Regions from separate parts of the Mus musculus genome. Here all the other regions are linked to region 1. Evidence: chromatin contacts called from public HiChIP or PLAC-seq, Micro-C and promoter capture Hi-C data. All regions are on one chromosome and are shown on one strand. The core of a region is the stretch at or near the end of the contact, and the rest is flanking DNA. Distances in the headings are between cores, read along the strand shown.

The links. Promoter capture Hi-C pulls out the DNA fragments that hold promoters and counts their contacts. A called contact is a pair of places that touch in the nucleus more often than the background predicts. HiChIP or PLAC-seq counts read pairs in DNA pulled down with a chosen protein or histone mark.
Region 2: a promoter capture Hi-C map of second pharyngeal arch cranial neural crest shows a contact between it and region 1. The contact joins the promoter of Zfp263 here to the promoter of Crebbp in region 1. A contact is called at or near these places in 11 of 39 promoter capture datasets (3T3-L1-derived adipocytes, the HPC-7 cell line, cranial neural crest and 7 more), 11 of 484 Hi-C or Micro-C datasets (CD4 T cells, CD8 T cells, double positive thymocytes and 6 more), 4 of 115 datasets of contacts at active chromatin or transcription factors (embryonic stem cells, large pre-B cells, memory CD8 T cells and 1 more) and 2 of 9 other capture datasets (adipose tissue and liver).
Region 3: a contact with region 1 is called in a Micro-C map of embryonic stem cells, with 6 times the contacts expected there. The contact joins the promoter of Coro7 here to the promoter of Crebbp in region 1. A contact is called at or near these places in 7 of 39 promoter capture datasets (the 3T3-L1 cell line, 3T3-L1-derived adipocytes, hippocampal neurons and 3 more), 3 of 484 Hi-C or Micro-C datasets (CD4 T cells, CD8 T cells and embryonic stem cells), 4 of 115 datasets of contacts at active chromatin or transcription factors (a beta-TC-6 cell line, memory CD8 T cells, pancreatic cancer cells and 1 more) and 1 of 9 other capture datasets (pancreatic islet).
Region 4: an H3K27ac HiChIP or PLAC-seq map of microglia shows a contact between it and region 1, with 6 times the contacts expected there. The contact joins the promoter of Vasn here to the promoter of Crebbp in region 1. A contact is called at or near these places in 8 of 39 promoter capture datasets (the C10 cell line, the HPC-7 cell line, embryonic stem cells and 4 more), 2 of 115 datasets of contacts at active chromatin or transcription factors (differentiating embryonic stem cells and microglia) and 2 of 9 other capture datasets (adipose tissue and liver).
Region 5: a promoter capture Hi-C map of liver shows a contact between it and region 1, with 7 times the contacts expected there. The contact joins the promoter of D330022H12Rik here to the promoter of Crebbp in region 1. A contact is called at or near these places in 8 of 39 promoter capture datasets (the 3T3-L1 cell line, embryonic stem cells, hematopoietic stem and progenitor cells and 4 more), 2 of 484 Hi-C or Micro-C datasets (CD8 T cells and embryonic stem cells), 2 of 115 datasets of contacts at active chromatin or transcription factors (extraembryonic endoderm stem cells and forebrain) and 1 of 9 other capture datasets (pancreatic islet).
Region 6: a contact with region 1 is called in a promoter capture Hi-C map of stem cell-derived epiblast-like cells, with 6 times the contacts expected there. The contact joins the promoter of Zfp174 here to the promoter of Crebbp in region 1. A contact is called at or near these places in 22 of 39 promoter capture datasets (the 3T3-L1 cell line, 3T3-L1-derived adipocytes, the C10 cell line and 14 more), 12 of 484 Hi-C or Micro-C datasets (CD4 T cells, CD8 T cells, the N1E-115 cell line and 6 more), 8 of 115 datasets of contacts at active chromatin or transcription factors (the 230-238 cell line, embryonic stem cells, large pre-B cells and 3 more) and 2 of 9 other capture datasets (adipose tissue and macrophages).
Region 7: a promoter capture Hi-C map of second pharyngeal arch cranial neural crest shows a contact between it and region 1. The contact joins the promoter of Zfp597 here to the promoter of Crebbp in region 1. A contact is called at or near these places in 20 of 39 promoter capture datasets (the 3T3-L1 cell line, 3T3-L1-derived adipocytes, the C10 cell line and 13 more), 4 of 484 Hi-C or Micro-C datasets (the Ba/F3 cell line, CD4 T cells, the G1E-ER4 cell line and 1 more), 3 of 115 datasets of contacts at active chromatin or transcription factors (embryonic stem cells, extraembryonic endoderm stem cells and memory CD8 T cells) and 2 of 9 other capture datasets (adipose tissue and liver).

Annotation. Positions count from the first base shown.
Region 1 is chr16:4,211,811-4,215,287 of GRCm38.p6, reverse strand. Crebbp (CREB binding protein) reads left to right here and starts at 1,884. Exons shown (of 31, transcript NM_001025432.1): 1 at 1,884-2,149. The coding sequence starts at 2,065.
Region 2 is chr16:3,742,521-3,745,997 of GRCm38.p6, reverse strand. It overlaps Zfp263 (zinc finger protein 263), which reads right to left and starts at 1,899. Exons shown (of 6, transcript NM_148924.3): 1 at 1,231-1,899; 2 at 41-221. The coding sequence starts at 1,623.
Region 3 is chr16:4,678,110-4,681,586 of GRCm38.p6, reverse strand. It overlaps Coro7 (coronin 7), which reads left to right and starts at 1,867. Exons shown (of 28, transcript NM_030205.4): 1 at 1,867-2,035. The coding sequence starts at 1,976.
Region 4 is chr16:4,638,015-4,641,491 of GRCm38.p6, reverse strand. It overlaps Vasn (vasorin), which reads right to left and starts at 1,547. Exons shown (of 2, transcript NM_139307.3): 1 at 1,344-1,547. All of the region lies in intron 9 of Coro7 (coronin 7), which reads left to right.
Region 5 is chr16:4,592,727-4,596,203 of GRCm38.p6, reverse strand. D330022H12Rik (a long non-coding RNA gene) reads left to right here and starts at 1,949. Exons shown (of 2, transcript XR_875867.3): 1 at 1,949-2,772. Glis2 (GLIS family zinc finger 2) reads right to left here and starts at 1,491. Exons shown (of 7, transcript NM_031184.3): 1 at 1,269-1,491.
Region 6 is chr16:3,845,629-3,849,105 of GRCm38.p6, reverse strand. Zfp174 (zinc finger protein 174) reads right to left here and starts at 1,883. Exons shown (of 3, transcript NM_001081217.1): 1 at 832-1,883. The coding sequence starts at 1,233.
Region 7 is chr16:3,870,606-3,874,082 of GRCm38.p6, reverse strand. It overlaps Zfp597 (zinc finger protein 597), which reads left to right and starts at 1,709. Exons shown (of 3, transcript NM_001033159.2): 1 at 1,709-2,024; 2 at 2,807-2,933. The coding sequence starts at 1,992. It also overlaps a transcript of Zfp174 not described here and a transcript of Naa60 not described here.

The sequences.
Region 1 (3,477 bases), core at 635-3,134:
AGGGGCAAAGCAACTTTCTCTAAGATCACCAAGGGAGATCCCCCCCCCAAAAGGTAGTTTTGTGGCTGTGTGCTGAACAACATGAAACACAAGAAAAGTTTATGTAAGAAGTTGCCTCAGTCAAAGGACAGCAGGCACCATGATGGACAACACAGCAGGTGGCTGCGGTGTAAGGTGGAGGAGCTCATTCTTCAGGTAAAGAATGTGGGGGAGACTAGCTGCATCGTGGGTGGATGGGGAGGGAAGGAGGGGTCTGACTCACAGGTTTCTCGCTTAGGAAATAGGGGTGCTGCTGATACCTGGAAGATAAGGACTTCCGAGTCAAGCTGGCAGGTTTTGAGAGAGTGTTAACAGAGATGGGAAAACTTTAGTTTTTGAGGAGGTGTGTGGCACACCCAAGTGAGAGGGTCTCCCTGTGATCCTACATTTTTCTGGGTACCTGCCAAAGCCAGGGTGGTTGTCCGAAGTAAGGAGTACCCTTAGGAGATCGAAGCCCTTGGTCTTGGTACCTGGGCCCATCTCAGATCCAGGAGGTAGAGCTGACAGCCTCTCCCTTCAGGTGACAGCGTTGGACATTGGACCTGGCCCTATCGTTTTTGGGCTTGGGAGTGGGCGCTCAAGAGCCTTGCGGTGCCCTTGCAAACTTGGGAAGCACAAGGAAGGGGTGGACTCTCGGCCTGTCATTTTCTCCCTCAGTGATCTTAGAGAAAGTTGCTTTGCCCCTTCCTGCCTCAGTTTCCCCATCTGCACACAGACCCGAGGACCCTCTGTAACCTGCAGGCGCCACTTCGCCATTACTAGCATAGGGCGCGGGGAAGAGGCGCAGGTTGCGGTGGCGTCTTCTTAGTCCGATGTCACCCTGGAGGCTCGCAAGCAAGGAGCTGCGAAGAGCCAGAGCTGCCGGGGCGGGGCGGGACCGGACGGGCTGGGCCCGGATCAGCGCTGACTCCGAGCCTGGCGGGGGGGGGGGTCTAGGCTCGAGCCCAGGGCGCCCTCCCCGCGCGTGCCGCGTTACTGACAGCGTCAGAACAAAAGTGGCCGTCTGCTCTGCGCACTTGGCGTCCCGCAGGCCGGGCCTAGCACCGCAGCCCGTCGCCTCACGCATCGCCGCCGTGCCTTCGACCCTTCCACCCGAGCGCGCTCGGCTCTTTCCGCCGCGGCCGGCGCAGGTGGAGGGGCGGGGCGGGGGCCGTGCGTGGTGACGCCGCGGGGGGGGTGACGTACAAGCGTGCCCCGCCCCCTCCCCCTCCCCGTTCAGGCTCTGGAAAGAGAAGAAAAAAAACTTTCTTTTTTTTTTTAATTGAGGAATCAACAGCCGCCATCTTGTCGCGGATCCGACCGGGGCTTCGAGCGCGATCTACTCGGCCCCGCCGGTCCCGGGCCCCACAACCGCCCGCGCACCCCGCTCCGCCTGGCCGGCCCGCTCCGCCCGGCCCTCGGCGCCCGCCCCGGCGGCCCCGCTCGCCTCTCGTCTCGGCCTCCCGGAGCCCGGCGGCGGCGGCGGCGGCGGCGGCGGCACGGGGTGGGGGGGCCGCGGCGCGGCGGCGGCCCCGCTCGGCGCATTGTTTTTCCTCACGGCGGCGGCGGGCCGCGGGCGGGCGGCGGAGCCCAAAGCCCCCCGGTCGTCCGGCCGCGGGCGAATTCATTAAGTGGGGCGCGCGGGGGGGGGGGGTGGCGGCGAGGCGGCGGCGGTACCACCATGTTCCCGGGCGCCGCCTGAGCCGCGGGGCCGGGCGCCGTCGCTGCCAGCCGGGCCCGCGGAGGCGGCCGGGCCGCTTGGGTGCCCGGGCCGCGGAGTGTCGCGCTCGGGAGGCGGGCAGGGGATGAGGGGGCCGCGGCCGGCGGCGGCGGCGGCCGGGGGCGGGCGGTGAGCGCTGCGGGGCGCTGTTGCTGAGGCTGAGATTTGGCCGCCGCCTCCCCCACCCGGCCTGCGCCCTCCGCGGCCCGGCCCGCGCTCCTGCGCTCGCTCCTCGCTGGCTCGCCTGCTCGCAGCCGCCGGCCCGACCCCCGTCCGGGCCGCGTCGCGCCGCCCGCGCTCAGGGCTGTTTCCGCGAGCAGGTGAAGATGGCCGAGAACTTGCTGGACGGACCGCCCAACCCCAAACGAGCCAAACTCAGCTCGCCCGGCTTCTCCGCGAATGACAACACAGGTGAGGCTGGGTCTAGGCTCGCTGTCAGAGTTCGGGGCAGGGAGGGGGTTGAGGGTCGCAGTGGCCAGAGACTCTGTCCCGGGCCTTGGGATGCGCTTCCCTGGTCGGGAGGAAAAGTGAAGCGGGGGCGCGGTCTAGTGTCCGCACGCGTGGCCGGCCGGGATGACAGCGGAGGGGACCTTGGAGGTTTGGAGTAAGAGAATGCGACCAGAGGCAATGAGGGCTTTCAGGATCGGACCCCCCACTCTAGGCGGTGCAGTCGCGGACACAGCTGCTGCCTTCTTAGTTGCGACGAGTTGCGACGGAGAAGTTTCTTGGAATGTGTTGCTTGGGAAAACGCTTAGTGGTTATTTAGAAAGTCTTGATTTTTTTTTTTTTTTGATCACCTAGTATTTTTTTTTCTCCAAAACCCCAAACCTCATGTGCGAGTTGTCATCAAAGTTGCTGTGGTGTCTTTCATTTACATACGTAACCTTAAAAAGAAGCTAGCAGGCTTTTAAAAGTCCATTTGGGCTCCAGTCTGCCTTTGAGGTTGGAATGGTTTTACACTGGAGATGAAAAATTAAAAAATTAAGGACTTTGAATCTTTCAGGGAAAGAGAAAAGCAAGATAATCTTAAATCTTTTCCCCAACTCACAAAATAGCTTCCGTGCAAACTTTCTTAGGTGATCGGATCGGGTACCCAAGACTTCCCTGTTCATTCAGTAATTCAGAGTACTTCTGGACAGCTCTGATAACCTTGCCAATTATTCGTATTTCCCCTTTTAAGCTCTCCTTCGAAATATAAACTCGTATGCTGCTGTGAACAATGCCGGCTCAGCGCAGCTAGCACTTTTCCAGTACGTACTTGTAGCGGCATCTGAAAATCAGTTTCTGATGAATGGGTCCAAATCAAATTACATTGCTGCCTGCAGATTGGCGCTAGATACAGATGTTCAAGTTGTGGAACTCTGTGACTTTATACAAGTGTATTTAAAAATATTTCTGCTTTTGAAACAAAACTTAGATTTCACGGCTTCAGTTTGAAGTGCTCCTGAAATCCAGTCATGAAAGGAGAATGTTAATGTAGAAATGAGAGGGGAGTATTCTCCCTCCATCATTTTTCAGGAGATTTTTGTTGACTTAAAATTTGTTGAGTGGTAGAAAGGAGTAAATAAATAATTCACAGGTAGGTAGGGAAAAGTCACTTTTCTTTTTAAATGACAAGTTGTTTGATGTTTATTTTCATAAAAATCTTATTGATGAAAAATGTTGAAACAGTGGTTTAAGCACACTTGTGCAAAGTAGAGCTAGCTCCCTTGCTTTAGTAATGTTGCTGTGCTCGAGCC
Region 2 (3,477 bases), core at 650-3,149, 470 kb after region 1:
CCCCTCCTCCCTCCCACCTGCCCAGATAACTGTTCCTCACCCCTCTCCTTTACAGCCTGGGAGTCCCTTTGGGGGCTGGGGTCTAGCAGCTCCTGCAGCCTGGGGCCAGGGCTTCGCTCAGTCTCCATTGGCTCCAGCTTGAAGCTCGGTGACTCTCCTGCTGTTTCCAGTGGCAAAGGCTCCTCCAAAAGCACTTCTGCTCCCCGCCCTTGGTTTGTGACCTGGGAACCAACCCACATCACTCATCATCACAACGGGGCTGACAGAATTGGAAATTAGTACAGGATTCTTAGGACACACCCTCAACAGAGAACCACAGACTATCCCTTTGGTCTTGGCCAAGAAGATGTTTTATGCTAAGGGCTTTTTAGGTGGTAGCAGAAAATGGGGGAGGGATGGAGCAAGAAAACTGAGGGTCCACTCTCAATGCACACTTTCTCAACATATTCCATTGATACTCCTCACTTCTGCTCGATCACACTCACCTGTTCTAGATGCTTCCACGTTTCACTACTAGATAAGGTGAACTTATCAGGCTGCGACCATAGCCCCTCGGTGCTTAGCTGTTTTTCAGAGTTCAATTAGCAGAGATCCAGTTCTGTATTGCAAACTATTGACTAAGATATGCTGGGTGTTATCCACTAAATATAGGCCTGGGATAGTGGCACATGCCTGTGGGAATCAGCAGTGGGGAGGCTGAAGCAGGAGGATTGCCTCGAGTTTAAGCCTGGGCTACATATCTAGACTCTGCCTGTAACCCTAGAACTCGGAATTTGGGGAGACTGAAGGTGGAGGACCACCACTGTTCTGCAGCCAAGCTCAACTACACACTGAGTCAGTTAGCTTGAGCTACGTAAGACTTTGTCACAAAACAAACCCCTCAAAGCAGTGGCAGTAGGTGTCATCCAAACGACATACTTTTCTCCAAGTCCTCAAAATTATTCCCAGACAGTGCTTTAGCCAACAGAAAAACAGGACGAAACAGATTAAGTAGTCTGCCCAAAGTCACGAGGCCTGTGAGAAGCTTTCTAACTACATAACTAAATACTGGTGGAAGTGCTCCTCACTTCCTACTGTCGTCATATGGGAACAATCTGGAAGGAAAGGATAAGCTACAAAAAAATCCCTCTCCTTCCTGTAAAGTGTACTCAGGACGATCAAGTATATTCGACTACAGAAGAGGCTAGCACAATGACTTCCGGGCCAAACCACGGGTAAAACAGCTGTCACCTGTTGCCTCAGTTTCCCAAGTTCTTTCTGCATACGCTCCACAAGAGTGACTGCTTCTTCGCCGCTCTCTGGGCGCAGCTCCTGCACCCTGCTCTGAATCTCCTGGGGAAGGATAGTCAAGAACTGCTCCAGCACCAACAGCTCCAGGATCTGTTCCTTGGTGCGCATCTCCGGCCGCAGCCACCCGCGGCAAAGCTCCTGAAGCCGGCTAAGGGCCTCCCGGGGACCCGGGGCGTCCTGAAAGCGGAACCGTCGAAATCGCAGATGGGAGGCCTCCGGGCTGGGCTCTGGCTCAGGCGGGGGTACCTCGTGGCTCCAGGCACAGTCCTCCTCCAGTTTCACTATGAGGAGCCCTTCTGGCTCCTGCGAGCTTGGGCCCGCAGCCATAGTCATGCCCCGACACCAGCCTAGGTCCCGACACCAGCTACGTCCGCCTTGAGAGACGCCCTGGGTTCTGTACAGCAGTAGGCCACGGCTGCAGCAACCGAGAGACTCCGGGCTCCAAATCCCGCCGGAGGAACCCAGGTCACAATCTCAGCAATATCAGGCCTGCAGCGTCGCCACCTGACCGGCTTCTCAGGCCCGCACAGAACTTAAGTCGCAGGGCCCGGGTCGCAAGCCTCAGCACGCGAGTTAGGCGTCATAAGCCAACGGCCGCTAGTCAGGACGGACTTCCGGTTCACGTTTCCCTTGCGCTGTCTCCCATTGGGTCGGGTCTCACCACGTACTCACGGTCCACCCAGGACAAGGAAAATTTGCATAAAAGAGCGGGAGGGGAACAAGTCGGATGGGGATGAGGGGCGGGGCTACGCAATGGGCGGGGCCTCCAGGTGGGGAAGCGGTAGGGGTGGGAATCCCTGGGCGGATGTGACCCGGGGACAACCTGGCTCAGATTTGCATAGGAAAGTTTGCCAAAAGGTAAGTTCTTCAGCCACGCTTGAACCAGAGTCCAGAGGCGCTAGAGTGTCATGTCGGGGCCCAGAAGCTTAACAAAGAAAACCTTTCCGAAGGCCGATCCCAACACTCCGGAGACCTACAACCGGAAATAGACTGTGCTTCCAGGGCTCGAGCTGCCTGGGGCTGGTGGGAAATGTAGTCCATGGCGCGCCCTTGTTATTGCGCCTGCACTGTGGCTTGAGCAGGTCTAAATGGATTGTCGAGCTACGATAAACATACCCGTGCCCGAGCTTTTGCCTCCCTGTGAGCGATGGTCCCTAGTCCTCCATCTTTAGGTGGCTGGTCGACCCAGAAGAACGCTCTGGGTATGAACTGCTCTTGCCATCTCCCAGAGCAGGTCTAAGGATTAGCATAATCATCGGCTCTGACTATTTTCCTGAAGGTTGAAGAAAAGGAAACACCAAGGCGGACTTCCTTATTTTTTGAAGAGAGAATAGCCCAGGCCTGAGACTGCAGCTGTCACAGACAGGTGGTGGAGTCTGCAGATTCTAGGAGTGTGTCACGAAAACCCGTAATCACTTATTGGACACATGCTTACATTGTTGTCTATTCATTGCAACTCAAGAGGCAGGGAAAGCCTTCCTTGCTCTGGTCTCCCTTTGTGAACTTTTTATACTTTGTAAGACCTTGAGGCAGGAAAATGGCCACCAGGAGCTCCAGCAGCCAGGTCCCTCCCACCTCTGACTTCCTTAATGGTCCCTAACCCTAATAGTTGTTTAATAATAGCTGTTACTGTCATTCCCTGGCCCGAGGAGGAAGAGTAGCCTGGCCCCACCCTACAAGACAAAAAGATAAAAATAAATAAATCCCACCAACCCTGAACAGAAAAACCCACTAATCCTGGAGCTTGGTATAGAAACCCTTCAAGCCCTGAGCAAACTCATCAGTCTCTGATCTCCTTCAAGCTCAGTGAAATTCTACCAATCCTCACCCTGGAAAGCTGTGGTGGGAAGATTAAGAAATCTTGTATAAACCCTGCCTACCACTCAGTTCCCTGCTTTCTTTCCTGAGCTGAGAATGATGTTCTGGATTTTTCCTTCCCAATGAGTCTCTTGAATGAGGTTTGTCGTGCGGCACGACTTTTGGTTCCCGATTGCCAGGGTATCTTTCCCTTCAGAGCTTCAGCATTCATACATGAAATAGAACTTTGAAGATATGGTATGAAGTAAGTCCTGTGGTTATGGCATGGAGTGCCGTCGTGAGGTCCCAATATAACTCAAATACCAGGTCAATGCAGATGCCAAAAATTTATTGTAATCAAGCTGCTACTGATTGATCAGGGCTGTAGAA
Region 3 (3,477 bases), core at 618-3,117, 470 kb before region 1:
CTGGAAATCAATCACTATAGAAGTCGGTAGAACTGTTTTGTATAGTTACCCACAATAAGCTTGGACCTGAACCAACCACCCAGCAGCACTTCCTGCACCTGCGTATGAGCTTTTATGGTATAAGCTGCCCCTGAGATGGACTCCAACATAAGAGAGCACCTGCACCAATATAAGAAACTATTTGGAGTAAGACTTCCATTTAGAGTAGGAGTCTAGTAAAGTTTAAGTTCCCAAGACCTCCTTAGGAACTGACATCCTACTTGGCAGAAAAAGACATCCTGGTTAGCAAGTAAAGACATGAATGTTAGACAAAGCCCATCCTGGTTGACAAGTTAGGACATGAATATTATTAGACAAGGCAAGTCCCCTGCCTGCCACAGTTGACTACCCCAACCAATGGGAGCAGGATAAGTGTACAACAAAGACATGTTCCTAAGGAAATCTTCCTGTCTTTAAATCCCGATTGATGAAATAACTTGGCACAAATGTTTGTAGATCTTGGGCTTAAAAGCCCTGTAGGATCTTAGTTCAGGGTAGTGGCTCAGTTCTGAAATCCTGACCATGGCCCTGGTCGACCAATCCTGGAGCATATGATCAATAAACCATCCTGGTCTGACCGAGATCAATGTCTGTGTGATTTGTGAGGCAATTCCTGGACCCCAACATTGTGTGCACACAGATGAGTAGGCAGGGATAGACAGGTGAACAAAAGTAAATGTCCCAGCAGTCAAGAGTACTTGTTTCTCCTTATTTTCGAAGAAGACCCAAGTCTGATTCCCAGCACCCATGTGGCAGTTTAAGACACTTCACAAGGCCAGGGGATCCAACAAGTCTAACCAAGAGCAAGCATAATTACCCACTGAGCCATTTTCCCAACCCTGCCTTCTTTCTCCCTTTTCTTTTCTTTTCTTTCTTTTTTCTTTTTCTTTTTTTTCTTTTTGGGCAGGTTCTCACTATATAGTCCCGAACTATGTAAACCAAGCTGACCTTGAACTTCTGATCTTCCTCCTGAATGCTGGGACTATAGGACTATGTCACTGTGCTGGGGATGGCACCCAGGGCTTCATACATGCCTGGCAAACACTCTACCAACTGAGCTACAATCCACAGCTAAAATCATTTTTAAGGGAAAATTGATGCTCACAGATATTGAGAATAAAGCTATATATCACTTGGTCATTATCATCATACACTCTAGTATGAAAAAAATTGCATTATAAAATGTGTATTTTTGGCTGGGCAGTGATGGTGCACATCTTTAGTCCCAGGACTTGGGAGGAAGAGGCAGGGGGATTTCTGAGTTTGAGGCCAGCCTGGTCTACAGAGTGAATTCTAGGACAGCCAGGACTACACAGAGAAACCCTGTCTCAAAATAAATAAATAAATAAATAAACAAAAATAAAATAAAATAAAAATAAAACTCAAAACAAAGGGGTAGAAAGGGAGGGAAGGGGAGACAAGAGGTGGGAGGGAGGGAGGGAGAGAGAGAGAGATTGAGAGAGAGAAAGATTGAGTCTCAGTGGTTCTTATCTTTTATGGGTCGCGGGGATTATTCCCAGTTTTAGTCTAGTTAATTCTGTCCTGCTATTTCTCAGGTCATTGTAAAACCTCAGGGACCAGTATTGCAAGTCTAATCCTGCAGCAATTGAAGTGTGGTTCCTTCGGTAGGACAGCTGCGGCTCACATGACCTCCGACCAGTGCAGTAGTCCCCCAGGCATCAGGGCGTGACTTCTCAGGTCGTCCTGGCCTCTGAAGAAGGCGGGGCTGAAGGCCGTCGCGCTGAAGAAGGGTGACGTGGGGGCGTGCCTAGGCAGGCCGCAGGAGCTTCCGATTGGTTGTCATCAATAAGGGCGTGGCACCAGGCTGCAGGCTGCTGAGGCGGCAGGCTGCAAGAGTCCAGGGCGGCTTCTCTTCATTCACCTAGTACCTGACGACCCTCGTTCTCCAGCCTGAGCTTGCTCTGTCCCAGCTGCCATGAGTCGCTTCAAGGTGTCCAAGTTTCGGCATATGGAGGCCCGGCCGTCCCGCCGAGAGGTGAGCCCGGCCAGTGGACCCCACTCCCTGGCTTCTGGTCCCGGAGGACTGCCATTCCCAGTGCCTGCCTGTGCAGTGCACACTCTGGGTTGTGAAGACCCTCACCCCACCTCGCCCCATCTGTCCACCCGGAACTTCTCCCTTTAGATGAACCCTAGAGTTCAGGCCGCCCCTTCACTGCTCAGAGGACAGAGTCCGGAGGTCTGATGACGCGCCCTAGTAGTTGGGTGATCCCGGAGGTCGGCCTGGCCGGTTCGCCTCCCCCTGTTACCCCAGGAGGCCTCGCAGCACTCCCAGACGCGAACAGGCCTCTGTTTCCGGTCGGCCTTGCTGGGAACCTGGCTGGGAAACTGTCGACGCCGGTCTCCCCCTTCCAGCAGTCTAGGATCACCCCTGCTCCGGGCCGGCCGGGCTGTGGGAGAGATGCATCTCTTTCTTGTGGTCTCAGTGAGAGGGAAGGTATCATCTGGAGAGGGAGCCCCTGGGGCCAGGCAGGCTTCCTCCCTCGAGTTTCTGCCACTCTTCCTTGTCTACTGGTGCAAGCTCTTCCTTTACTGGGGTGATGATACTAGCGGTTGTTGGGGCCTGGAGAAGCCTAGAGCAGGTGGATCCCAGATGGAGTGTCAAGAAGGACACTCCACTCGGTGAGGCACTGGCCTTTCTCCCCCTGTGTTATTTGGACCTCTAGTGTCCCAAAGCAAGTTAGGACAACCGTGCTCCATTTTCATTCTCTGGACAGTTAGCCTTTCTGTACCTATTGTGTGCTGCTCAGCTCTCTAAAACAGTGAACATTGTGACATTTCCCCTTCTCTGTGGAACTTAACAGCCTCTGGTCAGCAAGCACAATATAAATCCACTGAAGAATCAGAACACCCGGGGGTATGTGGTGGGCTGTGATGTAAAGAAGTGAAGTAGAGTTGAACGTAATAGTATTGTGGAGGACAGTGCCCAGGTGGGTGGATTTCAACAGAGGCCAGAAGGGTGAGAAGAAAAAAAGCCAGTAAAGAAAAAGAAAGTGGCCGGGCGGTGGTGGTGCAGGCCTTTAATCCTAGCACTTGGCAGGCAGATTTCTGAGTTCGAGGCCAGCCTGGTCTACAGAGTGAGTTCCAGGGCAGCCAGGGCTACACAGAGAATCCCTGACTCGAAAAACCAAAAAAAGAAAAAAGAAAAAAAGAAAGTGAACCCAGGGTGGACAGAGGCCATTAGCCAGGCAAAGCTGGTGACAGATGAGTTACAGGGCAGCCCTTCAGAGGAAGAAGTTGAGTTTTGTTATGAGTATAGTATGGCGCCATTGAAAGCTTGAGAGGAAGTACACAGTGCTTAGATTTGGATGCAGACTATTACTAAGAGTGCAGTAATGATTAGTGGACGGATCTGGAGAGACCTTCAGGGCTCTGTGGCTTCTCTCTGTATGGACCTCCTTCTAGTAAGTTAATCAGACA
Region 4 (3,477 bases), core at 298-2,797, 430 kb before region 1:
AGGTGGCTGTTCTGGTGTGCAACTCTGAGGCTTGGCAAGTTGGGGACAAGCAGCGTCTGTCCCCCTCCCTGGGCTGGCATGTGTGCTCCTAGGTCCTTTCCTCTCTGGATGGGAGATGCTAGATAATGGTCTGGAGGGAATCCAGTTGGGCTGCTCATTACCAGAGCCCTCTTCCTGCCTCTGACACTCTGTTTACAGAAGTTCCCCGGGGGCTGATTCCCCTGGGAGAGGACAGTAAACTCTAGGGACTACCCTCCCATCCCCCACCTGCCTGCTCCAGCTCATGCTAACAGCTGGGTCCATACTGGCCTTCACTGCCCATACCAATGTAGCCCCTCACAAGGCTCCAGCCCACCCACATCTCTGCTTTCCCAGCAGCCTAGGGGGAAGGGACCTTTTACCTTTTAGCCAGACCCTCTCCCCTAGGAACTCTTGACCCAGATAGGGAAGAAGGCTCTCTTGGTGCCTCTTCCTGGAGCATCACCTACTATTAATGCAAAAAACAAGCAAGGGAACTCCTGAGCCTTGGGTTTCTTCTACTGCAGAGGCTGCTTCTGGGATCCAATAGAAGCAGTCAATGACCCTGGTGTGGTAATCGTTAACGAATGGGGGTGAGGTAGTGTGGTTGGCACCAATCAGCTGGCCTGCCTGTGACCACAAGGAACCTAAGCAGTCCTCTGGCCCCAGAGCTGCAAGCTGGGGAACACAAAGGACTAGACTGGCTATAGGCCATTGGGTCTGCAGCCCAAGCAAAGCCCATTACTGGTAGAGATGAGATGCGCTGATACTGGAGCACTAAAGATTATGGTTAGCCAAAGTTCATCCCTCACCTGGGGGTACACCTATCAATCTCCCCATTCCCGGTCCTCTCCAGGCTTGCCTGTGTATTCGTGGCTTCTGCCATGTGTGACAAGGCCCAGAGGATCCCAAGCAACCATTCTGCACAAGGGCACCAGACTGTCTGACCCCCGTGAGGGAAAAGTAACCAGACTACGGCTGGGCCATCCCCTAAAAGAGGGTTGATTCATAAAACTGGTCACGCCAGAGGGCCCAGTCGTGGGAGGAGGAAGCAAGGGAGGGGGTGTTTATTTTGTCTACTCAGAGCCTCACGGGTAGGTTAGCCATGTACAAACGCACGCCCTGGCTCTCCCGAGGGTCAACGGAGGCCCCTGAACCCACTCAGGAAGGGGGGTGCAACTGGACGTTCCCGCCCAGGTAACCGCCCGAGGCGGGGATAAGCCCCTCGCTCCGGCAGTCGCAGTCCCACTGGAGAATGTGCTAGTGTGCTGTTCCAGTGTGATCAGCTCCGCCTGTCGCCCCCACCCTCGCCCCTAGACACTCACCAGGAGACGACTGCGGCTGAAGGAGCCAGGCGGTGCGGTCCAAGGCCTCAGTGGGGCCTCAGTCCTTCACCTCTGGCCGGTCCTGAGAGGTCCGGGGTCCCGGGATCCAGAGGCTGCTGCGTCCCGTCCCGGGCTGGGGTTTCCCAGCCCCGGTCTCTGGCTCCGGCTCCAGACTCGAAGTTGACTCGTAAGAGGCTGGTCTCTGCTTAAGATGTAGGAGTGGGTGGGACCGTCTGTACCGAGGGCGGGGCTTCCTCCAATTGGCTGAGGCGGGGTTTGACCAAGCCTATACACACCCACCTCCTCTGAATGGGTCATTGCACTAAGCAGGCCTAGTCTGCACCTAGATATACCTCCAGATCCCAGTGAGGAGTGATTTTATTAGGCTGGCTTAAGTCTATCTTTTGCTGTGTGACATTTGGACAGGCTCCTGCTTTTTAACTGAAAAATATCTGGTGACACAAATTCAAGAAGTGGACATTAGGGTCAGTAAAGAGCTGGAGAAGCAGAGGTAGATTGTAGGGGCCAGCAGGGATGATGGCTGAGTCCCCATGACCAACCCAGTCTGCCAAAACTGAGGATTTTTCATACAAATCTAGATTTTTTAGGCGTAATCTCACAATGTGTTTTTGTTGTTAGCTAATTCCAATTTCAAAAGCTAGAAAGGCCACATGAAGTGGTTCCAAGAGCCTCTTATATAAAATCTCTTAATGCTGGACTTGAGATCTTTGTAGCCATGACAGCATCCCTGGTCACCTTCCCCAGCTCTAAATGAGAGACTGGGACCTAGGAGCATATGTCAGCTCAAGCCCCTCAGTTACTGAAAGCTTCAAGACTAGAATATGCCTGGGATGGGAGGCAGGATTGGGGACGTCATCAGCAGTAGGAGGGACCTAGGTGTTTGTTGACAGCAGCCCTTGATTAAGCAGGAGGGTGCTGTGCCAGGGGCTGGTTCAGAAAAAATCCCCTGCCTTGTAGGATTCCAGGAAAATGGTCATCCTCTCCACCCCACCCCACCCCCATGGTTTGTGGTTAGAGTCAGGCCTCAGGGCCTTTGGGGACCCAACTCAGCTCCTGGATTTCACCATCATATCCCTTTCCCGCCGGGTCTGTATTGAAGGCCTTGTCTGGGTCACACTATCTGGAGGCTTATCTGGCCTCAGCTGGTACTTGTGTTGTAAAGGCAGGGCATCCACACCCCCACAATTGGGGGCAGGACTGACCCCAGGTGTTTCATTTGGCCTGTGTGGCAGGTTTGAAAGTTGGATGTCATTTCCAGAATTGAAAATTTGGGTGATTTCACATGACAATTAGTTTTCCGAGCTTGTCTTAAACAGGACGTCTTTGAAGGCTGGGTGGCAACTGTCCCCAGATTCACCAATCTTCTGGATGGCAGGCTCCTCAAGCCCCGAGTGTTGTAAGTCAGGTCTGTCATCCCAGCTGCTCTGAAGACTGAGGCAGGAGGATCACAAATTCAAGGTCAGCCTGAATAACTCCTTAAGACCTTTTTCAAAATAAAACTCTGAAGGTTTAACTCAGTGGTAGAGCACTTGAGATAAATAAGGCCCTAGATCAATATCCAGTACCAGCAAAACAGAGGGAATACACAAGTGCTCTGTGACTTCCAGTCAGACTGTCCCAAGCCACTTCCCATGAACCATGAGGCCTCTGAGGCCCCATCCTCCTAGAACTCACAGCTTCCAGTATATCCCATCTTGTCCAGTCTCTCATTGCTCTCCAGGTACCACCCAGGTCCCCACAAGGGAAGAGAGTGTGGGATGCTTTTGGCCCAGCCTGGATGGCAGTGACAGATCTATGGGATATATGGCATGAATGGAGGGGATAGCGGAGATGTTCAAGAGCTGCTGTCCCCCAGCAACACTATCCCTGTTCTTTCTTTCTTTCTTTTTTTTTTTAAGATTTATTTATTTATTATATGTGAGTACACTGTAGCTGTCTTCAGACACTCCAGAAGAGGGCATCAGATATCGTTACGGGATGGTTGTGAGCCACCATGTGGTTGCTGGGATTTGAACTCTGGACCTTCGGAAGAGCAGTCGGGTGCTCTTACCCACTGAGCCATCTCACCAGCCCCCCTGTTCTTTCACAGTATCATCACAGGGCACTTGGCAGG
Region 5 (3,477 bases), core at 700-3,199, 380 kb before region 1:
TGGGGCTGGGACAGCTGTGGTACTGTGCCACCAGAGCAGGGCCTGGGGAGAGCTGGGCACACTGAAGGGGACAGTTTTACATTCCCTGAGCCTAGGGGCTTCAGAAAGCTAGCTAAGATAGCAGTTGTCTCCCTAGCCATGGCTCAACCCCACCTTCCTTCCTGGGTGCCAGGACAACAGGGAGACAGCCGTGCAGGGTGCCTGCCACCGAAGCCCAAGACGCAGGCCCTAGCCCTGGCCAGACCCATGGGAGCTCAAGTCTTGGTAGGGCCACTGGCTAGCCTGACTGCCCCCTTGGTGTCAAGCATTCCCTCTAGAGCCAAGATCTTGGGCCCTGATGGCTGGGGGCCCAGGGCTCCTCCCAGCATCCCTTCCAGCTTCCCAGGCCCCAGGGCAGGGCTGGGCAACTCCCTGCAACCAGTGCTTCCCCGCCACCCTCTGGCTGGGCTGGGCGGGCCCTCCTGGGTAGGCAGACAGGCAGCATGCTGCCCTGCTGTGGCCTGAGTATCCCACTGGGTAGGGCAGTGTGCCAAGGCGTCCAGGTGCCAGCCTGGATTCCAGCCCCATCCTAGGGGGCCTGCGGGGAGGTGCAAGCATCATCCTGGTAGGAGGGGGATGCACCTGCCTCGTCACCTCTTTTCCAGACCCATCCTGAGGATGCAATCACTCACCCTCTCCATCCAGCCAGGTCCCTCACCTGCTTCCATCCACCCTTCAGGAGTGGACCAAAGGCTACACAATATTCCAACTCCTAGTGCTGAATCAAGGGACGCCCCCCTCTCTGCCTCCCCCAAGGCTTGTTAAGGGTAGTGAGAGCAGGACTTTACCCAGAAAGGGAGGGTACCTTCCAAATAACCCGAGCTCACCGGTGAGCAAAGGTGGCTGCCAGATGCCCCATACAACTTCATGCCCAGGCTTCGGGTGGCCCCCTCTCACCTCGCAGAGCACCCCTACTGAAGACGCCCAACTTCCCCAGTGAAGTTTGCGCCCGCCCCGGGCCGGGCCACAGTTCAGCTCGGCCCCCAAACAGAAGGAGGGAAGGAAAGAGAAAAAAGACGGTGAAATCGAAGGACCCAGCCAGGGAGCCGGCGAGAAAGGGAGAGCGCAAAACCAACGAGCGCAGGGGCCTCAGCGAGGGCTCACAATGGCCCGGAGCAAGGCGCGGACGCGGGAGGGGGAGGCGACCCTCTGGTTACGCTGCCCCGCGCACCAGGCAAGTCCCTGGCCCAGCCCGCGTCCTCCCGGCGCGACGCCCGGGGGCTTCCTACCTCGGCTGCCGGGCTGACTGGCTCCGGCTGCGGGTTCCGGCGGTCCTGGGGCAGCGGGGAGCGGGCGAGGGGGAGGGCCGGGGCGGGCGGGGGCCGGGGCGCGAGGCTTACGGGGCACGGGCTCCCCTGGCGCCGCGCGGCACCCGGCCGCTCCGCCACATCTGCAGCTCGGGGCAGGGAAGGTGGCCGCGGCGGCCGGGCTGTGCGGGGATGTCTTTGCAAGGGAGGGAGGAGAGGAGAGGAGGGAGGGGGTGGGAGGAGGGACTGGCGGCCTTGGAGGAGGGCGAAGAGGAGGGGCGCGGGGGGCGGCCTCCCTCCCTCCCTCCCTCGCGGCTCGCTCGCTCGCTCCCGCCCTCCCTACAAACCCCTCTCACTACTGCGGCCCCAGGCCCGGAGCGCCAGCTGCCAGACGGAGCGTGCGCGGGGGGTGGAGGGTGGGGGTGGGGGGAGGCTGGGCCCGGGGAGGGGAGGAGAGCGGACGGCCGCAGGAGCGGGCACCGGAGGGAAGGGGGAGCGAAGGAGGGAGCCCCGCCACGGCAGAGACGCGCGTCCTCCTCGACTCCCCCCCCCCCCATCCCCGCCTGCCGCGGTCCCGCCCCCAGCCCGAGGGCAGCGCTAGGACAAGGCCTGGGGGGCGGGGGGCAGGGCGAGATATCCCGCCCCTGGGGGAAGCCTGGGAGAGGGGCGGGCGAACCGGCCAGGAGGAAAAGCCCCAAGGACCGGGAAGATGGAGGCGGCCGCAGCGGGCGAGGGGCGGGGACCCTCGCCTCCCCCTGCGGGGTCACCTTGGCCAGGGCCCCCGCGGCCCTTGGCTGCCGCGGAGGTGATAGAAATGCCTCTTGGAAGGCCCTGATTTCCCCGCCCAGTCCAGATCCAGGACCGCGCAGGCAAAGGCCTTTCAATTCCGACAGGTTCGAGGCCACGCTTCTCTCTTCCAGCTTTGCCTTGTCTTCAGCCTCAGTTGCCCTCCTGGTGAAATAAGCACAAGGCCTGGCACAACCAATCCAGGATTCCGTTATCTTGGTGACATCCGCCTGGACAACCTGGGTCCCCTAATCTGAGCGCCGCCGGGGTCATCGCACTTGGCGTCAGTAAGTTCAATGAGTTGGTCACTGAAAAGTGGATGTAAGTCAGTAACGCTTGCACACCGCAGCCAAGCTGTTTCCCACCTTTTCCTGGGAAGCTCAGACTTGGCGTTCTTTAGTGTTTTCTTTGGGCGAGTCTTGAGTCCACGCCTAATATCTTTTTACCTGTCTGGTGACAAATCTCAGTTCAAAAAGACAGCCCTCCTGATCCGAAGTTGGACTTGAACTCAGGAAACGAAAAGGCACTTCAAAGTCAGCATCACCAGTAGGTGAAGTACTGACTCCGGGTTGGAAATCTGTTATTCGGGCATTTGATGCCTCGGTCTGCGCCAGAGCCACATCAAGACATGAATCTTGATCATGGGGCATCCCCATTCCCAGGCACTGCTCTTGGCACACGCTCCTGGTCTGGTGCGAAGGTAGGCACATAATTGGTGCTCCTGATGTGGTGATCAAATGGATACGTAGTCAGTGCTCTTAACTGATTATGTAGTCATGATGGGTGCTTCGGTTTGAACGAAGACACATATTAGATTCTTATGATCTTTTAATACATGAAAGGGATTTAGGAAGAGGTCGGTTCACCAGGAGTAAGGCGGGGATAATGCCCCCCCACCCCCATTTCCCCTGTGTGGATAATGTCGCAGTGCTGCCGGGTTAAATATTAGCTGGCAGATGGACCCGGAGAAGGCCAGCTCTGGGACCTAAAGCTTGCTTCCAGGAAGAGGCTGTTAAAGGGCCGCCGAACATCACTAGAGTCTGAGGCGAGGGACTGCAAAGCGCCCTCTCCCGGCATCTTGAATCTGCAATTTAGTTATTCTGTTATTCTGTTAACCCAGCCCTAGTGCAGTATCTCACCTAAGCTGACTACAGGAACTGAGGCACATCGGTAGTGTGAAACTGGTGTACTAGTTAGTATAAATCTGTTTAGAAAAAGGAAAAAAAAAAGCTTATTCAGGAGCTAAAGTAGTTCAGCACGTGTTCCTAGGTTCAGTCCCTGATAACGGGGGAAAAAAGTATCATTGGGGGACACCAGGTGCTGTGCCATTTTAGCGACAAAAGGCCAACAACCTCAGTTGAGGAATGCTTGAGCCTAAGAAACTTCAGAGTGTTTTTCTTTGTTT
Region 6 (3,477 bases), core at 634-3,133, 370 kb after region 1:
ATCATCATGAACAATGCTCCCCTCTCTACTTCTGCTAGAGACAGGCCCCGTGAGAATGGTAAGGGGCCACTGAAAGCCATTCCAACTTGGTAAGTTTTCCTGCCAAAGAGGACCAGGACACTCAGATCCAGCAAAGCTGCCCCACCTGTCACTTGCTTCCTTTTGTGGCTCCAGCTGGGCTTTCACTTGGGGAAGGGGGTGGGGCAAGACACCTGAGAACTGAGTTGAGACTTTCCCATTCAAAGGCAATATGGTAGACACTTCACTGGAACAAAGTCCACAGAGCTTCACCAAAATTAGTTTCCTATGGAACAGGCTAGACCTGTTGGCTAAGAATTCTGATTGTAGCAAAGCTTCAAGATGTGGGTCAGGGAAGACCTGACAGTAGAGATTCCTTAAAACTACTCTTATGGGGGCTGGAGAGATGGCTCAGAGGTTAAGAGCACTGACTGCTCTTCCAAAGGTCCTGAGTTCAAATCCCAGCTCACAAACATCCGTAATGAGATCTGACGCCCTCTGCTGGTGTATCTGAAGACAGCTACAGTGTACTTAGATATAATAAATAAAAATCTTAAAAAACAAACAAACAAAACCTACTCTTACAAGGTTGGAGTCTCTGAAGGAATAGCTTAGTTCTCTGCTTCCTCACTGGGTGCCAGTGGCTCGGTTTTCTGAAACCCTGGTTATGGCTTTGGGGGATAAGGGGATTCCTCCAGGCTGGAAGCAACTTTTGAAGCCTGGAATCTCTAACTAGGGATCATGAGACAAAACACTACCTCAAAAGACAACAAAAACATTACCTAGGACCCACAGAAATAGGACCCTCCTTACCCACTGCTTTGGTTTTTTGGATGTTCTGTGCAAATCTTCCACCAGAGTCACAATCTCCCTGCTGCTCTTTGGATACCGATGCCAGACCTGTGCCTGGATCTCTGGAGGTAGGATGACCAGAAACTGCTCCATCACCAGGAGCTCCAAAATCTGCTCTTTAGTGTGTAGTTCAGGCTGCAGCCACTGTCTGCAGAGCTGTTGAAGGCAGGAGAGCGCTTCCTGGGGCCCAGACACTTCTTGATAGCAAAAGTGTCTGAAGCCCTGGCGGGAAAGCTCAGGGTCAGGATAGGCTTTTTGCTGAGGGGGGCCACGGTTTTCTTCCAGCTTCATTATTATGTGTCTCTCTTGCTTGTCAGAATCCTCAGTGTGGGTGCTCAAAGTTATCTCCATTCTAGCTGCCATTTTGGGGGCTCTGGGAACAATGTGTCACTCTAATGGTAAACTGATTATGTCTTCTGGGTCCTTGCTCTGGAGAAATCTGAAGGCTAGAAAAATGTTAGGAACGAAGCCTCCCTGGAAGGACTGCAAAGACATAGCTTTCTCATTTGCTAGTCTTTATCCCAGACTCTGAAAACAAAATAGTTCCCGGTCTTTTCGTCAGTTTTTAAGGAGAAAAGTCATAATACCCCAGAAGGGCACTGGAGAGAATATTTTATTTTTGTATCTGGCGAAATTCACAACGCGTTAGGGCCGGTAGAGGAATCCCCAGGGAAAGTTTAAGCTATCATCTTGTGGGTAGCTCGCACCAACTCTCCGGCATCTGGCAGACACCGACCTGATCCAGCACCTCTGAGCGAAGCAGAGCCAAGGCCACAGCGCGACCAATGCGTGGTTAAGGATAGGGAGTGCGGCTCCGCGGCCCAGTCAGCTCGGACACGCAGCTCCACAGCAGTGTTGGGTGTCAGTTCCAGTAGCCACCTGCGACACCACGTTCTGAGGCAGCTCAGAAGCCAGTGCCCGCCTGCAGGTGACCCACCTTGCCAGAGACTGGACACCGGGAACCCTAGAGCACAGTCTAGGGGAGGAGCCGGAGCCCCGCCACGGAGACGCCCACTGGCTCCAAGAGCTACCCACGGGAAGGCCCGCCTCTCCTCTACAGGACTGGGTCTCCAGGACACTGCTAATCTTTTATTGGCTGTTTGATTTATCAATCAGTCGCAGTGCCTCTTGGGAGTCGTAGTTCAGTGGCTAGTCCCGGAGCGTTCGCAATGTACTGCCTAATACCAGATAGTTGGCAGTCACTCGGTTGGCTGAGGGAATTTGGGGCAGCAGAAAGTGCGAGGGGTCCAGCGAGTCCTCCGTATGGGGGGCTTCAGGTCAGGTCTCATATTGGCCGGGAGGGCCTCCCTCTTAGGACATGTCTGTGGTGTACTTGAAACAGGACCCAGGGGTTGGACGAACCCGCTGAAACTCATTCTCCATAGCAGGATCTTAACTTTCTTCGACCTCGCCTCTAGGCTTTTTCCTATTCTTGCGTGGTCTAACCTTCGCAAATGACTCAACGAATGCAAACACGTAGGAAACAAAGTAGTTTGCCCACTGCATGGGCTATCTTCAGAGTCTGAGGTAAAGCCTGACAACCTGGTACCATCTACGATGTGCAATGGTGAGAGATCAGTCTCTGTCTTCACAATCAATGAAGCAATAATTATGTGATGAATGGAACTTACGAGGTCAGTGTGGGGGTCATTAAACCAGGAGAGCATCTATTAGACTTTCTTGAGTTTCACGAAGTACGGGATATGAGAGAAAGTGTAAGGCAACTACAACTTCTCTTACTTGAAGACCAACCTTAACTTTTTCCGTACACATCTTCGTATGCTTGAAGACTTTGGACCCTCTCCCCACATACTAACAGCTTAACATTTCCAAAAATAGTTTCTCCTATGATTTTTGCCTTTCTTTCACAGCTCTCGTTTATTTTAAAATTTATTTATTTAAAGGTGTATGGTGTTTTGCCTGCCTGTCTGTCTGTGTATCACATGTGCCTGCTGCCCATGAAAGCCAGAAGAGAATGTTGGAATCCCCTGAAACTGGAGAGTTGTGAGCTCTGGTGTGGGTGCTGGGAATCAAACCCAGACCCTCTGGAAGAGCAGCCAGTGCTATATACAGTGAACTGCCTCTCCAGCTCCTTTTATTTTTATTCGTTATATATAATCTTTTTGTTGTTCTGAGACTTCTCACAATGTAGCCCAGTGTATAATCCTTCAACCTCTGCTTCCTCAGTGTGGATGAAAGGCATGTGCAAGCATGCTCTAGAAAACTTTCAATTTTTTTCCCTTAAGGCTGGGAGATAGCTCAGTTGATATAGTGCTTGCCAAACAAGCATGTGAAAAATCTGGATGTGATGATGAGCTCTTGTAATTCCCATACTGGGGAGGTGGAGGGAGAGCAGGTGGATCATTGGAACTCCCTGCCCTCCTACACTAGCCTAGGAGCTAATTTCTAGGCCAATGAGAGATCCTGCCTTAAAATAGGAAGATGGAAAAAAGAAAAACACACAAACAAACAAACAAACCCCATGAGGCAGGCCTCTAGAGGCCTTCTAGAGGGTTTGGGTTGTATTCTAAGCACTGTGTCAGGCAGCTCACAATCATATATAACTCCAAATTCAGGGGATCTAACGCCTCTGACCTCCACTGCCAC
Region 7 (3,477 bases), core at 460-2,959, 340 kb after region 1:
AATGTTACTGACTTTCTACTTGCATTTTTCCTTTACCCAGAGTTTTTACTTTGTAGTTAGATGGCTAGAGTGTGTCAGACTCTTCTCCCAGTGACAGAGCACTTGCATTGATAGGCCAAACCCTAATGAATCTTTATTCTTGAAAAACTTGGGATGGGTCCATTAAACAAAAAAAGTTAGCATGCAGTAGCTGTGTTCCATTGGCATTATCAACATATTTAATAGGAAACACGGGCCTGTATGCTGCCACTGAGCCCCAGAATGAACACAACTGCTTTAATTGTTTCGTTAGATTCTGTTGTTGGCAGTTGAAACTATCCTGACATTCTGTCAAATCCCACTACTCTTCACCTCAAATGTTTTAATAACCATGCAGCCAATCCCTGAGTAACCTGACATTAGCATAACAGATTATGTTGGCACTGGGTGGGGTGGCCTCATCTCTAATCCCAGCACTTGGGTGGCAGAAGCAAATGGATGTGTTCGATGTTGGAGGCCAGGCTGGTCTACAGAGCAAGTTCTGAGCAGCCAAGGGCATAGAGTAAGACTCCATCTCTAACGAAAGAGACAAGAGACCTGGGGTTTATTTGGAATTTTCAAGGTACTAATCTTGTTTGTTGACCCCCAAACTCTTTCTCATAATCTGGCGAATCTTTTCACTTAACATCTTATAATAGTTTAAATTGCCCTCTGTATTATCAAAGAGAGGCACTATGGGCTCTTTGCAGCTGAGGAAAGCAAAGTTAAAAGGTGTCCAGATGTGGGTTTGGATCTAGCTACTAAGGGGTACTGAGGCAAGACCTTAATTGCAGGTCTACTGGGGCTATACAGTGATTTCAGAGTTAGCTTGGGTCAACCTCATTTCAAAATAAAGTTTAAAACAAGGATAGGGGTCTGAGCTCAGTGGTAGAAAGTCTACTATGCGTGAAACCGTAGTTTCACCCTCAGTACCAAAGGGGGGAAAATTGGCACGATCATCTAATTAGTGACAGTTCTAGAAAGAGCTCGACTTTATGATTTTGAATCTTCAATTCGCTGCTCAATGTTGGTTACAAGAACATTTGCCACTAGGGCAGGTCCAGACATCCTGCGAAGGAAATCCGCGGTCTATTCCCGCTCGATGTCCGCTATGGGCCCCAATCATTTGGTTGGACTACACCTGTCGGGTACAATGGTTCATGTCCCTAGAATACTTCGGGAACGGACACGAGCAACAAGGCTAACCTGACCTGAATTTGTGATTGCACAAAGATAACCTCTTACACACCGTAGCCCCACAATCCATCTGAGACTGGGCTTGGGCCCAAGCTAAGCCTGGATCTCGGGGCCTCTCATTCACCTCACCCCCTCCTACCGAAAGCTCCGGCCCCCCCAGCGTCTGTGTGTTCCCGCCATCCGTGATCGACTCCAGAGTGGTCCGGTCTCTGCTTTCGGAATCACCGTGTCCCTCAGGGACCATTCTACTGCTCCGACTGAACATATCAACAGGCGGGGCACTCACCACCGAGACCCAGCCAGAGGAACCGGAAACGGCTGCTTGTAGAAGCTCAGGAATAGCCTCTCAGTTGCCAGGTGCGATTCAGGTCCTCGGGAAGCTGCTCAATTGGTCCATTAAGGAGGGACCGCCGCCTCGGGAGTACGCTGGCCAATCAGGATGCAGGATGGATGGGGGGGGTCGCTTCCGGCGGTTTCCCTGCAGCTACTGCGTGGGGAGCATGGGAGCGTGGGAGTGTTGTGGTGGCCTCCGCCTCCTTTGTCGCGTCTCGGCTGGGCGTGGCTTCACGCTGCTTCTGCCGGGTTGGGCGAGGTTGTCGGTACTCCGGGGCTGGTGAGTGTGGCTGTTTCAGAGCTGTTTTGGAGAAAGAAGCCGTCAGCTCAGATTCTCAAAGGAGCTTGAGGGCGAAGTGGAAAGGCCTGGCAGCGGAGTTGGAGACTCTCCACTCGAAGTGTTGTCCAAACGTGGGGACTTAAGGAGCCCTTCCTTTCCCCAGATGGCGTCCACGCTCCCCACATCGGATGAGCAGGTGAATTGTGTCGCTATTTTCCTACAGGTGTCCTGACCTGGCGGCAGTTAGACGCGCAGGTCCTGAGGCGCCTCCTCAGATAGCCCTTTGACCAAGCTGTCTTACGTTTCTTGGCTTACCGACTTCCTCATTTCAGAATCATCAGGTGGAGGAGAGCCCTAGCAGGGGTCTATAACAATTTCTCAAAGTTATCTTGCTGAAATGCGTCTCCAAATGGCAGATTCCTGGGCTTCACACCTGTTGAATAATGATAATTAAAACCCAGGTGAATTTTACACCAAAAGCTCTATGGGTTTACAGGAACAGTAAACTTAGGAGAGAACTAGAGCTTTAGGTGGTGGTGGTCGTGATGTGTGTGTGTGTGTGTGTAGCTGAGCAATCACTGATGAAAAAGAAACACAAACTAGCAAAGAATGATGTTAGGAAACTCCTAAAAACTATTTCTCAGGATTCTTACTGGGCTGGCCAGTGTCGTCCCCCCCCCCTTCCCCTCCCTTCTTAGAGAATCCGAAATAATTTCTCTCCCCAAGAATTGTTCACTTATCTTTTCAGGAAAGACTACGTTCTCACGGTGTACTTCTTGATTCTCACACCACTGTTTGAAAATTTATGTTTATGCTCTCTCCCCCACCCTATTCAAGCCATAGAGTTCCCCCAGGGAGGAATATTTTACACCAAGCCTTTTCGCCTTAGAATGCGGAGGGGTTTAGCTCTTTTCAGCCTTCCAGGACACTCAACTGACCTGCTAGCTTTTTATACTAACAACAGTGCTTCTGTTTCAGAGACCACTGCTATTTGAAGATCTGGATGTGTATTTTTCTCAAGAGGAATGTGTGAGTCTGCACCCTGCTCAGAAGACCCTCAGCAGAGAAGCCCCATTGAAGAGTTTTGAGAATTTGGACTCGATAGGTAAGACAGTTGTTTCTCCTGCATTATGGAACTTTCATCAGTTCTAGGATGAACATTGTATGCCTTGTCCACACTGGTGGTGGATTGAGACCTATCTGTGACACACACACACACACACATATTGTGTATTATGTATACGTATCTATCTATCTATCTATCTATCAAAATCACATGTATATGTGGATTTCTATAGCTATAGCAAGAACTTGTAGGAGAGAACAAGTGTCAGAGTCAGATAATGTTTTCCCTTGTGTGAGCATGAGGGCCAGTGCACATGCATTAGTGTGCAGGCCAGTGGTGATGTCAGGTGACTTTCTCATTTGTTCTCCACTCTACTTACTGAAGTCTAGTTAGCTAGCTTGCCTTGGGATCCCCTGTCTCCATATCCTGAGTGCCAGGATAACAAGGTGGGCCACAACATCTACCTGGCTTTTTCTGGGTGTTGGGGATCCAAATTCCTGTTCTTAGCTTACACTGTAAACATTTTATATGCTGAGCCATCTTCCTAGCCCTGAAATGATTTCTTAAAAGAAATTCAGTCAAC